Linked DNA regions of Bos taurus: region 1 is linked to region 2. Evidence: chromatin contacts called from public Hi-C data. All regions are on one chromosome and are shown on one strand. The core of a region is the stretch at or near the end of the contact, and the rest is flanking DNA. Distances in the headings are between cores, read along the strand shown. Region 1 overlaps CD34 (CD34 molecule). Region 2 has its middle 43 kb from the start of CD34.

What was found. A called contact is a pair of places that touch in the nucleus more often than the background predicts.
Region 1: a Hi-C map of 4-cell embryo shows a contact between it and region 2, with 3 times the contacts expected there. The contact joins two enhancer-like sites. A contact is called at or near these places in 6 of 11 Hi-C or Micro-C datasets (4-cell embryo, blastocyst, liver and 2 more).

What each region holds. Positions count from the first base shown.
Region 1 is chr16:75,480,812-75,486,880 of ARS-UCD2.0, forward strand. It overlaps CD34 (CD34 molecule), which reads left to right. Exons shown (of 8, transcript NM_174009.1): 5 at 5,488-5,626; 6 at 5,860-5,912. Among named protein-coding and RNA genes, the nearest start is that of CD34, 18 kb to the left of the region's middle. Within about 2 kb of position 4,545, at least 39 of the 102 cell types and tissues checked have an H3K27ac peak or open chromatin away from gene starts, as enhancers often do.
Region 2 is chr16:75,419,747-75,425,871 of ARS-UCD2.0, forward strand. No RefSeq gene overlaps it. Among named protein-coding and RNA genes, the nearest start is that of CD34, 43 kb to the right of the region's middle. Within about 2 kb of position 1,480, at least 50 of the 102 cell types and tissues checked have an H3K27ac peak or open chromatin away from gene starts, as enhancers often do.

The sequences.
Region 1 (6,069 bases), core at 3,295-5,794, 64 kb after region 2:
CCTAAAGAAGGCTTCTGCGCTGCCCATGATGAATCAACTCATAGCAGCACCTATGCAGTGCTGTTTTGGGGTTTTTTTTTCCTTTTCCTTCCACCTCTGTTGATCCCTGTCTTCCTGGGGGCTTCCTCTTCCCCAGCCCTCAGGCAGCATTGCCTCCTGTTTCCCTCAGTCAGCAATCCTTCTTCCAGAGTTTTGGGCCACAGCTCCTGTTCCCCAGATTCCTTTTCCATGAGTCCTACTGCATGCTTCTCTGATAATCAGCCTCTCCCCGACAGTGGTGCGGTGCCTCCTAATTTTCCTTAGGTTGCTTTCGTACCTTGGCCGTCAGAGAGCCTTATGGCCCTGGTTCTCATCGAGGGAAAACTCAGGCCTAATGAGAAGCATGAAGGACGTGGGTCCCCCTAACATCACACCCTCGAGTACTTATGTAATGCTGTCATGCTCTTCCATCTAATATGCTCCCATAACAGAAATAAGCATTGTTCTCAGCTCTCCAGACACTCATTTTACACTGGTAGACAGTAAGGATCCAGTCTGCTGGCTCTTGCTATGGGGATCACTGGGCCTGTCTTCTGTACATGCGTTCTGTAGACATTTCTATCCCAGCTACTCTCCTTTTGCTCCTGTGCTTCACCTCTAGATAGTGGTCACCTATGTCAGCCAGAGGACGGTAATCCCATACTCTTGTCAAGCAGCTGGTACTACATCCCAGGAGCCTCATTAGCAGAACGTGTCACCCACGCCTGATGTTCATTCTCTGTGCTGCAACCTCAGGTTAATTTACTTCTTGGTGGTTGTGATTTCCCACATGGTTTTCAGAATGTAAGCTTACTTTATTCTCTTATGCGTGTGTGAGTTGCTCAGTCCTGTCCGACTCTTTGCGGCCCCATGGACTGGGGCTTGCCAGGCTCCTCCATCCATGGGATTTTCCAGGCAAGAATACTGGAGTGGGTTGCCATTCCCCTCTTCAGGGGATCTTCCCCAGCCAGGGATCGAACCTAGGTCTCCCACATTGCAGATAGACTCTTTACCGTCTTCTTTACCAGCTGAGCTGCCAGGGAAGCCCTTATTCTCTTATTTCATATCTATTGATCCAGGGGAATCTACCAAGGAGTCATTTTAATGGTGGTAAAATATACATAACGTGAAATTTACCATTTTAAGTGTGCAGTTCAGTACTGTTGCGTACATTCACCCTGTTGTATGATCAATGTTAGGAACTCATTTCATCTTCCAGAACTGAAACTCTCCACCCATTAAACAACTTCCCTTTACCCCCGCCTCCTCCTTCTCCCTGATAACCACTGTTCTTTCTGTCTCTAAGAATTTGGTTATTCTAGGTACCCCGTATGAGTGGAATCATGTAGTATTTATCTTTTTGTGACTGATACATAATCACTTAGTCTAATGTCCTCAAGGCTCATCCATGATGTAGCATGTGTCAGAATTTTCTTTTTTAAGGCTGAATAATATTCCATTGTATGTTCATGTCCAATTTTACTCATTCATTCACCTATGAACACTTGGGTCGCTTCCCCCTTTTGGCTTATGGTTAATAATGCTGTTATGAACATGTTTGCTCAGATATCTCAACACTCTTATTTCTTTTGGTATATATCCAGAAATGGAATTGCTGGATCATATGGTAACTCTATTTTTAAAATTTTGAGGAATCACCATACTGTTTTCCATAATAGTTGCACCACCTTATTTCTCACCAATGGGACACAGACGTTCCAGTTTCTCCTCATCCTCACCAGCACTCATTATTTTCGGTTTTTTGATGGCAGCCGTGTGATTGGATGCGAGGTGCCTCTGATTGCCATTTCCTAATGATTAACGATGCTGGGTTTTCTTTCATGTGCTTACTAACCGTTTGTGTATCTTCTCTGGAGAAATCTCTATTCAAGTCCTTTGCCCTCCAATTTGTCTTTCGGAACTGCCTTTCTTCAGAACCACCTATGTTTATAAGCAGAGGTGGTACTTGCTCAGCTAGCTCACACCCCCTTGTGCTGTCCCACTTACTTCACTGGGCAGGCTGCCTCCAGGTAATGTCCCCCAGCCCGTGTCTTCCTTGCCCTCCGCTCAAACACTACAGGTTAGTTTCCATGCAGAAAAAGTAAGTTGCAGATGGGGGACTGATGAAGACAGAGTGTCTTCTGGAAAGAACCTGAGATCGGGGACACCCTGACTTTTGGTCAGCTGCCCACCTGTGTGACTTGTCCTTTAATTATTCCAGTCTCTATATGAAAAGAGGGATTTTAGCTGCATTGTCAAGCTTACACCAAAGTCAATAAAATACTGAGAGAGGGGGAGGAAGGGAGAGAGAGAGGTGACTGATTCTAGAGTTTTAAGATTGAGTAATATCTTAAAGTTGAGAAAAATACCTGTCCCTCTCTCCCCCAACTCCAATATTTAATGTGCTTCTTTAACATGCTGAGAGTCTTTGCAAAGTTTGAGAATGCTGCTTTAGAAAACTTAGGTGGTTTTATTATGATGATGATAATGTTTTTATAAAATACCATGTGCTAGCTGATGGTCCACCAGTCTGATTCCCACGAACAACATGGTGAGGCTGTGGCTTCCTCCTGCCCACTGTCCCATGATGCCTGCCTGCAGCCTCTCTTGGGGGAGGATGTTTATTTCAAGCGTCCGGAGGCGCATTGTGCTTTGTTCAGGATCCACCTGCTTCTGTCCAGGCTCAGACACAATTCACTGATGCTGCTGGATTCCAGAGTAGGAGGGAGGCTGGCCGGCCACTGTTATTCCCCTGAATTGAGTCCAAGAAACTAAGCAAAGGGCGGAGGGCCCCCGTGTGGAAGTCAAACCACTTGGGACGTTAAGATGAACAAGAGTTCACAGAGTTCTTGTTTTTCTGGTGCTATGCTTTGTGCAGTCTGGGTTCAAAATTATTTAATGTCCACCCACATCCCCCTCCCCGCCCCCAACTGAGAGGCCTTACAATCTAGTCACAGAGAAATGATAATAGCAGTAAGGCAGAATGTGATTAAACATCGACGTGCGGATTCTAGACGATATGGTCTAGGAGGTGTTGCTTCAGAACAGCTGCCGTTTATCCCGTGCCCACTTGGTTCCAAGCACCTTGTCAGACACTCTTCACAGAGCAGCTCTTCAGTCACCACCCCTACTGAGTCTTCAGCTGAGGAACCTCACACTCAGATGAGCTGTATGACTTGCAAAGAATCTAGTAAATAGCAGAGCAAGGACGGATACCCAGTCTGCTGGAAGATAGGGACTGGTTTCTTGGAGGAGGGGAGGTGGAATCAAGCCTTGAAGGATGAAATTCCAAGGGGAAAGGCCATGTGCTTCATTCCCAGGGGCAACCCATTCTGTGAAGGCTGCAGGCTCATGCATGCCTGGGCTTCCTCAGGGTGGCACCCGCACTCCCGAGGCCCTTCCCCAGCTTCTCCTGCATACATTCTGTCCATTCTGTGAGGCCTATTTCGAGATGTTTCTGATAACCCCGAAGCAGGCGTGTGCTTGCTCTCCTGTACATGCCCACGGTACCATTGTGCCTCTCTTAGGGTTCTTACCATGTGACTCTATCAACTCTGAAGTCTCTTTGTGCCTCAGTTTCTTCATCTATAAAATGGGGAGAGTAACAGTGTCCATCTCATAGAGTTGTGTGAAACCTAAGTGAGTCAATGTGCAGAAAGCACTTAGGACCAGTGCCTGAGACACAGGAAGTTGTGTCTGTCTTCATGGCCATGTGGACATACCAACAGCTCCGACCACGTGGAATTCATTGCTAGCCCCGCTCCACATACACACACCACACACGACACACGCACAGAGGGATTCACGCAGTTCTGATCACCATCAGAACAGCTGAGTCTGATCGAGGCGGAGCTTCTTAGGACTCAGCACACGGAGGAGGTGCCTCCTTGTTCGGCTTGTTTCGATTGTGCCCCGTCCCCCTGCCTCTCTCGGGAACGAGACACATGTCAGCCAGAGATACCTTACAAGCCCAGAGTCATCCAGGCAGGGACTTCCCTCCTCCTCCTCCAGAAGCTGCTCACGGGGCAGCAAGGCAAGTCCGAGGGGACACGAGCCCAGAGAAGAAGGAGACTGCTGACCACACCCAGTGTGGTGCCCAGACTCCCCACAGCAAATGCTATTGTGAGGAGCTCTTATCCTGGGACTTCCCTGGAGACCTGCCTCATCTGTCCTTCTCCCAAGGAAGAAGGAGCCATGGCCTGAGGACTCATCTCTCTGTAACCTTGGCTCTTGGGGCCCTTCTAAGGTTCCCGCTGGATTCCTCTCTTCTGTGATCCGGAGGTTAGCTCGCCCTGCTGTCTGGGCTCCCCAAAGCCTCGAATTCCAGCTGGCAGAAGAAAGCTGGGACGTGAGGCCAATCTTGACCTTGCCTTGTGCAGGAGCAAAGGAGCCTGGGTTTTACTGCCTTGGGCCACAGCAATAGGAAAATACCCAGGCTGCTTGCCAAGCTGGGAGGGCCCTGTGGCCTTGCCCTCGGAGCAGCACCGCTCTGCAAACAGGAAGCTCTCTCCTCCACGGAGGCTCAGCTCTGATGCCCCTCACACGCCCCAGCAGTTTTCCCCTCACAGGAAAGCTGTCAGAGCTGCTCAGGCATTTCCTCCCCCGCCATCTGCCATCCGGACAGAGGAGAGTGTCTTGGTTTTGATTCCTTTTCTGGGTAGAGCAGGCCACTCCCTTCGGAGGCTGCTGGAATAAATCCTAGAAGACCGAGGAGGGGGAACAGCCACGGCTTCTAATTCATCCCTTTCCTGAGGCTATACTGTTGAAGAATTGTCAGAGTCTGTCTTCTGAGTCTGAGCGTCTGACTCTCACGGACTAGTCAGTCAGCAACCTGGAGCGACCTGTCCACCTCATGTGAAACTGGATTCCGTGTCTCTAGTGGGGACAGGGAATGGAAAACTAGACAGGAGCCCCACTTGAATTTGAGCCATGCTGTCTGTGAGACCCCTTGGAGACTAAGAGGGAAGGGATGAGGATCCCGTTGCATCTATAGTCATAAATTTCTTCTCTACTCCTCATCTCCCTTGGCTTTTCCTTCAATATCTGGGCCTCTTATAGCCTTGAAACAGAGGGTTTTATCTTCATTTGTATTGCACTGTTAATATTTTGTGTTATTGGTGATTTCTTTTGAACTTAATTTGGATAGTGTAGGTTTACATGGGCAATCCTTCAATAAGGTAATGGTTCCTAAATTTGTTCTCTGACATCATAGAGTGCCAGCTAAGACCACCTTTTGATCTTGGAAAATTTTGGAGTTTTTTTTTTTTTTTTTCTTATTGTGTTTTTGCACATATGAAGTTTGCAAGATTTTTTTTTCACTTGGAATTTTAGGGGGGGAAAAAAAGGATTCTTTTTGTTTTGAGGGTAACAGTGGGACTTTAATCTGAATCATTGCCTGAGACTCCGGATACAGTGCAGAGGATACCAGCGACCTCATGTCCTGCTCACCACTTTTCTCTGTTGTCCCAGGAGGAGTTTAAGAAGAACAATGAAGAGAAACTGACCGGATTCCTGTGTCAGAAGAAACAGGCCGAGGTGTGCTCCTTGCTCCTGGCCCAGTCTGAGGTGAGGCCTCAGTGCCTGCTGCTGGTCCTGACCAACAGGACAGGTAAGGGACAGGTCTGTGCTGAGGTCTAGAGGGGGAGACGGGCTGGGGTTAGAGGATGCTGGGTAGAAACCAGGCATTGCAGCTCAGAGGGCACAGGTGCCGGGGAGCAGGGCCATGCTGAGGCTGGGAAAGACCCTCCTGAGATCTACCCTCACTGTCAGAGCCTCTTCTAGAACAGCGCAGGATGAGCTGTTCCAGCTTCTGGATGCAGCAAACTCCATTTCTCATTCTAGAAAGTTCCAGCAAGATCAAACTTCTGGAAGAGCACCGGTCTGACCTGAGAGAGGTAAGTTTGCAGAGATGAGGGGTCTCAGGGGAGAAAGTACCTACCTACCCTTCCTACCTCCCCACCCTTCTCCAACGGTCTTTGCCCTTCTATCTTTGAAACAAAATTTTACAGTTCAGCTTAATGAAGAGATACCAGTCTTAAGTCCTGTTTAGAA
Region 2 (6,125 bases), core at 230-2,729:
CTTCAGCATCCCGACCATTTTATCAGCAAAGTGAACGCTGGAGCACAGATGAGGAAGTTGAGGCACCTTCAGACTCCCAAGGGTCCCGGTGGTGGGTGGGCTCTGGGGAGGGGTGGTCCAGAATGACTGTGTGGACCACCATGGGCCACTTCCTCCCTCTACACACAGGAGGAAATCCTTTTGCCCAACTGAAGGTGGAGAGGAAACCCCACAGCAGTGAATCTGGTTTTTCAAAAACACCGCAAAGGATGTGGATGGAAGAGGGCGAGGCCCCCCTCTGGTTCTGGCTCCAGGCGAGGCTTACTGTCGGGGGTCCCCACCCTGAACCCCTGCCTCTTCACCAGCTATCCTAAGGAAGGGTCGCTGTGGAGTTCGGGAGGCGGAAGGGTCATGCCTGCGGGTGGGACTCCAGGCACCGAGGAAGGTGGAAGAGAATAGTGTCTACCACTCTTTTGCATCTTAAAAATTCTGTTTCCCATCAAATTCTCACAGTCCAGTCTCTGGAATTAGAGATAATTTCAAGTCACAGGTCCCCACTCAGCCCTGGTGTAACCTTGGCAGGCGTGGATGGATCTCACTTCATCTGCAAAAAGTGGGTAACACCGACCCTGTGTGTTGTGGGAAAGACAAAAAAATAATGTACGGAAGATAAGAAGCACACCCATGATAGCTATATTACGGATAATCAAGAAAATGGGGGAGATTGGATTTCTCAAGCATGGGCAGCTGGTAAATAATGGTGACACCAAGACCCCGTCCTCAACCCAAGCCTTCAACTTCTCAACCAAAGGCCCTTCACTCCCCCCAGAACATTCTATGGCCATACGCCGGCCCTCCCAGGCAAAGCTTCCCCACCCGGTTCACACAGAGAGCAGCAGGGGCCGCTTCTGACTCGGCCCCCACCGAGGGGGAAGCCCGCACGCTGCACAGCTGCACACATCTGGAACCTCGCCGGCTGGAGCCCCGAGGGGCGCGCAGGGCTCTCCAGAACCTGTGCGCCCGAAGATACCAGAGCGGCCACAGGCCTCTCCGCCCTGCCGCGGCCCTTCGGCTCCCGCCCGCGCGCCCAGGAGCACTGAGCCCAAGCTCAGGGTGGACCCCTGGGCGCCAGGCACGGGCTCGGTGGGGCAGCCCCCTGCGCGCGTCCCTGTAGGGAGCGGCGGCGCGCGCAGGGAGCCCCCGGCGCGCACACGCCCGCAAACCCGTAAGCCCAGCCCCAGGGTTTTGCACCCGTGGACGATCGGCGCGAGGATCGGGGTAGGGGGAGGCCCAAGGCGGGCCTGGGAGGCCGGGAGAAGCGTCCCGGGCGGCCGGGAGGCGTCGGGAGAGGGGCCCGGTGCGGCGGCGCTCGGCCCGCCCTGGCCCGCGGCCCGCAGGGTTCAGACGGGGCCAAGGCGGCCAAAAGCGGCCGGCGCGCGCCAGGGGCCGCGGCCAAGGCTGACGCGGGGTGCTGAACAATGTTGGGACGAGCCGGCGCGGCCCCAGGGCTCCGCCGAGCGGCGCTGGTGGGGCCCTCCCCATAGGCGGCTCTGCCAAGCGGCCTGCCCCTGGTCCTCCGGCGGCGGCCCAATCCCCAGCCCGCTCTCCGACCCCGGAGGGCGGGAGGGAAACGCCGGCTTTCTCCCCGGACTCTCGTCGCCTCGGGGCTCCACGGCCCTGGTGCGCGGCTGGGATCCCGGAGCAGGCTGGGGAAGGACGGGAAACACAGGCCTCGTCTTCAATCTGTTGTGCGATCTACGCGGGCACGCGCGAGTCACGGGGGCCTGGGGGGGATGGCCGCGGCCCAGTGCACACGCTTGGGGGTGTGGCTTGGGGAGCTCAGCCTTCTGGAGCATGAACACCTGCTTGGCCAGGGAGACAGGCACGGGGACCCAGAAACTGACCCGGGCCGCCCCTCTTCCCCAGGAGCCTTTACACAGCCCTGACTTACCTTTTTGTGATTAATAAGACTGCAGATAATAAAGAGCTTTGCATTTGGCTGGGCAGTTTCAAACCCGCCTTTCCTCTTTATGCTCACAGCAACCGTATGTAGCCCACCGGACAGGCCATTTCACAGACGGGAGAGCACACAGCGGGGAAAGGCCTGAGGTTCTGGGCCCCTGTCCCCAGCTAGACTCTAACAAACAGGCAAGTTCCTTCTCCTTTTCCTCCAGTGGCAGGGGGCCAGGTTTCCACCCTCTAACATTCCCGGACACGATGGCCTCTGTTTCTCTGAGAGTTAGGCCGTGGAGTACCTACTGCCTGGAGAGGGGCTGACAGCAAGTGACAAGGATACAGGTTCCCCTTACTGCAGAAGAATCGATGTGAGTGGCCCAGTGGCCTCCTTAGAAGCTTCCCTTCTAGATGGAAGGAAGATGGGTGCTCCTGGCCCTAGAGCAGCGGTTCTCAAAGTCATTGTCTAGAAACTTGTCAGAAAGGCACATGGTCCCAGACCTACTTAATCAGATGCTCAAAAGGTGGAGGCCAGCAAGCTTTGCTTTAAGGGGCTCTCCAGCCCTTTCTGTGATGCACTCTGAAATCTGGAAAACCCCCTGGTCCAGAAAAGCATCCCTATAGGCTAAAGACAGGCCCTGCCTCCCAAAGGCTGACTGCTGACTTAGGGGCCAGAGAAGGCAAGAAGTGAACTGGAAGGTTCAGTGGTTAGCTGCAGTTGTGAAAGGCCATTCCCCAGAGTCCCTTAATTCAATGTGTGTGTGTGTGTGTGCCCATAAAACACTGGAAGGAATGGAGACTTTAGGACCCCACACAAAACTGTATTTATAAACTCACTGAGCTCCCCACGTGTACCTGCTAAAGATGAGCTCAGGGTTAGCTGACTCTCTGAGTTGGAAAGAAGGTCAACCAATTCATTTCATGAAATGGAACGTCATTGTTAGGTGCCTGAGGTGCAAAGTGGAGCAGGCAGTGCTGTGTCCATCCCCTGGCCAGCTGAAACATGGCATTATCTGGGTTAGTGTGGTGCCAGTCAGGGGAGGCCGAGTTCCTCCCCACTGGCCCCAGGGAATGACTTGGGAGTGGGCATCAGGCGTGATTCTGGCCAAGGAGATATGATGGAAGACTGGGGAGGTGATGAAGAGTTGATGCACACAGGAAAACTGCATCCTTTTTTGTCTCTGGATGTCATTACCTGGAACTGCCACCATCTTCCTGGACAAAGGAAGAAGTTAGCCTAGAAGGACAAGCAGCATATTGGGGTGACGGGAGAAAGCCAGGAAACACCTGGAGTCTTCACGACACTTTTGAATCACTAAATGAACTGACCTTGGATGGTGGCTAGGGTGAGGAGTTGAGATGAAGAAGTGGGGGAACCCTTGGGATTTTAAGTGAGAAAAAAAGATCATTTTCTTATTTAGACCGTTTTTAGTTGGGTTTTCTGTTATTTGCTGCCTGTCATCCTAATACAATTAATGTGATTAGGATCGCACTGGAATACACAAGCGGAAAGAAACAAGTCCAGCAGGGCATCAGAGGGAGTTATGGGGAGGATGTTGGAGCCTTTGGGCAGCCCCAGGCGCTGGACTGTCTTCACTCCCACGTCTGTTTTGGGAGTCCCCTGTGCCCCGCTAGTGGGGCTCTGCCACTCTCTTGCCTTCTGCATGCTTTCTGTCTCCTGTTTTCTCTTTCTACCAACTGGCTGATACTCTCCAATTTCCAGTTCAAATTTCCAAGAATGAGACCCTGGTTGGCCTCTTTATCGACCATTTCTTCAGAGCGCTTCGTACCTGGTCACTTCATCAGCCGCTGGTCGGTCTGTGGGTTGACTGTCCTTGAATCCAAATCAAGGATGGAAAGAGGCACCATGGAAAGGAGGGTGGATGCGGGACACAGCCAGCCCAGCTTAGTCTGAGGCTAAGGTCGTAGGCTGGGAAGGTTCCCTTGAAAGCGAACAGTCTTCTTGGTGGGTACCAGGACTGACTCGCCAGCAGTCTTCATGGGGAGCTGTAAAATGGCAGTTTTGAGCCAGCAGGGTCAGAGCAAAGGAATCCATTCCCACTGCAAGCCTTCTCTGCTAAAGATCTGTTTTATACTTGAGAGTGAGGGGCTCCCAGTCAAAAGGCCTGCCCAGATCCTAGATCTACCCCCAAACACTCAGTCATACCGCTCGAAAAACACCCCTACCCCAAGCGCACCCACCCATGCATCCGCACCGGAAGCAGACGCACGGCTGTCGTCCAAGACACACACACACCACACGTGACTTTTCCATATGGCGCTGTGTGGCAACTGTCGCAAGAGTTGTTCCGTTGCTTCAGTCATGGTGAGACAATGCGTCGGGATGTGTGAGTGACAGCGGCACTGATGGAGTGTGAGCAGAAGCGAGGGAACCCCCGGTGGCAGAGTGTTTCCTGAATCAGAGCGTTAAACGTGCATAAGTGTGAGAAGCACCTGGGAGCCCGCATGTGAGGGTGTGACACTGCTTCCACTGTGTTTGTGGCATTCTGATAGTATGTGTGTTGTTTTCCCCTTAAGAGCAAATAATCACAAGCGTGGAAGAGGTGCAAACTGAGATGTTTCTGTCTCTCATTGGCACTGTATCCTTAGGCGAATTGTTTGAACTTTCTGAGTTTCAAAGTCTTCGTAGGCATAATGTGTCTAATAATACTTCATTTGTAGGATCGCCAGGATCCTTATATACAGACAGGGACCTAAGAAAATGTCGAGCACTTACTGTTATAACAGTTTAAAGGTGTCATTCTAAAAGACCCCTTTCCTGGGGCAAGTGGACTATGGGATTCTTTTGAGAGAATCATAGTCTGTAGTATTGGCTGGGTCCCATGATGTCTGTCACCCGGCTCAACAAACGAGCTTGAGATTCAGTGTGGTCATCCTATCAGAAAGGAGAATGACTAGAAGGTGCCAAGCAGGTGGTGAGATACTGGGAAGGAGACACCTTCATTCATGTGAATCCACCCAGGAAATGGAGAGGAAGCCCCAGGAGCGTCCCGAGCTGAGCCCAGGTGTAACTCACCGTCTCATGCTATGTGGGGAAAGGAGTGGGAGCCAGGCGGAATGCTGGCTGGGTCCCTGAGAAAGAGATCAAGTTCACCGGGGAGCAGGGACCACGGTGACCGCTGCTGGGTGGTGCTGAGGCAAGCTGCCCAGCACTGAGACACGGGCAGCGGTGGGAACAGGATCCTCAGGACTGGGGAGCCAAAAGACCTGTAGGGCAGTGGTGGAAGGTATTTGGAAATCCTTGGGACTAGAGTCAGGAAAGGTCTATCAGGCCTCCGAGAGGACTCACAGGTTCAGTGAGTCTCCAGGTGAGAGTCCAGCCTGGTCAACGCCTTGATGTTAGCCTTATGATATCCTCAGCAGGAGTCCAGCCGTGGCTTACTACTTTCAAAATCGGAATTATGAGATAATAAGTAGGTATGTCATAAGCCTCTGGGCTTCCCAGGTGGTTCTAGGTAAAGAGCCTGCCTGCCAGTGCAGGAGATGTAAGGGACATGTGTGCTATCCCTGGGTTGGGAAGATCCCCTGGAGGAGGGCATGGGAACCCAATCCACTGTTCTTTCCTGGAAAATCCCATGGACAGAGGAGCCTGGCAGAATACTGTCCACAGGGTTGGTTGCAGAGTTGCACCCTACTGAAGCAACTTAGTGAGCATGGACATCTTAAGCCACTAAGTTTGTGATGAGTTCTATGCTGATCAGTGAAGAAATATATGGTCCAGACTTAGGACTTAGAAATGTGCCCATCTTCATCTTCTATATATTCTGGTTCTTCCTACCTGTATTTCCTTTTTATTTTCCGTTAGCTTTATTTAAAGTCACAAACTAAAAAATAAAATACAAAATTAAAGTCGCAAACTGATTACTAAGAGGCAGAAAGAATTTGACTCTGTCTAAAGGCTTCTCTGGGGCTCAGATGGTAAAGAAGCTGCCTACAGTGCAGGAGACGCAGGTTCGATCCCTGGATGAGGAAGGTCCCTTGGAGAAGGGAATGGCTACCCACTCCAGTATTCTTGCCTGGAGAATCCCATGGACAGAGGAGCCTGGCGGGCTACAGTCCATGGGGTCCCAAAGAGTCAGACATGACTGAGCGACTAACATGCTAAGTGCTGATAAAAATATAAGACAATATAAGAAAAATATGAAGCCTGAATTCTACTTCTGCCACTCAGT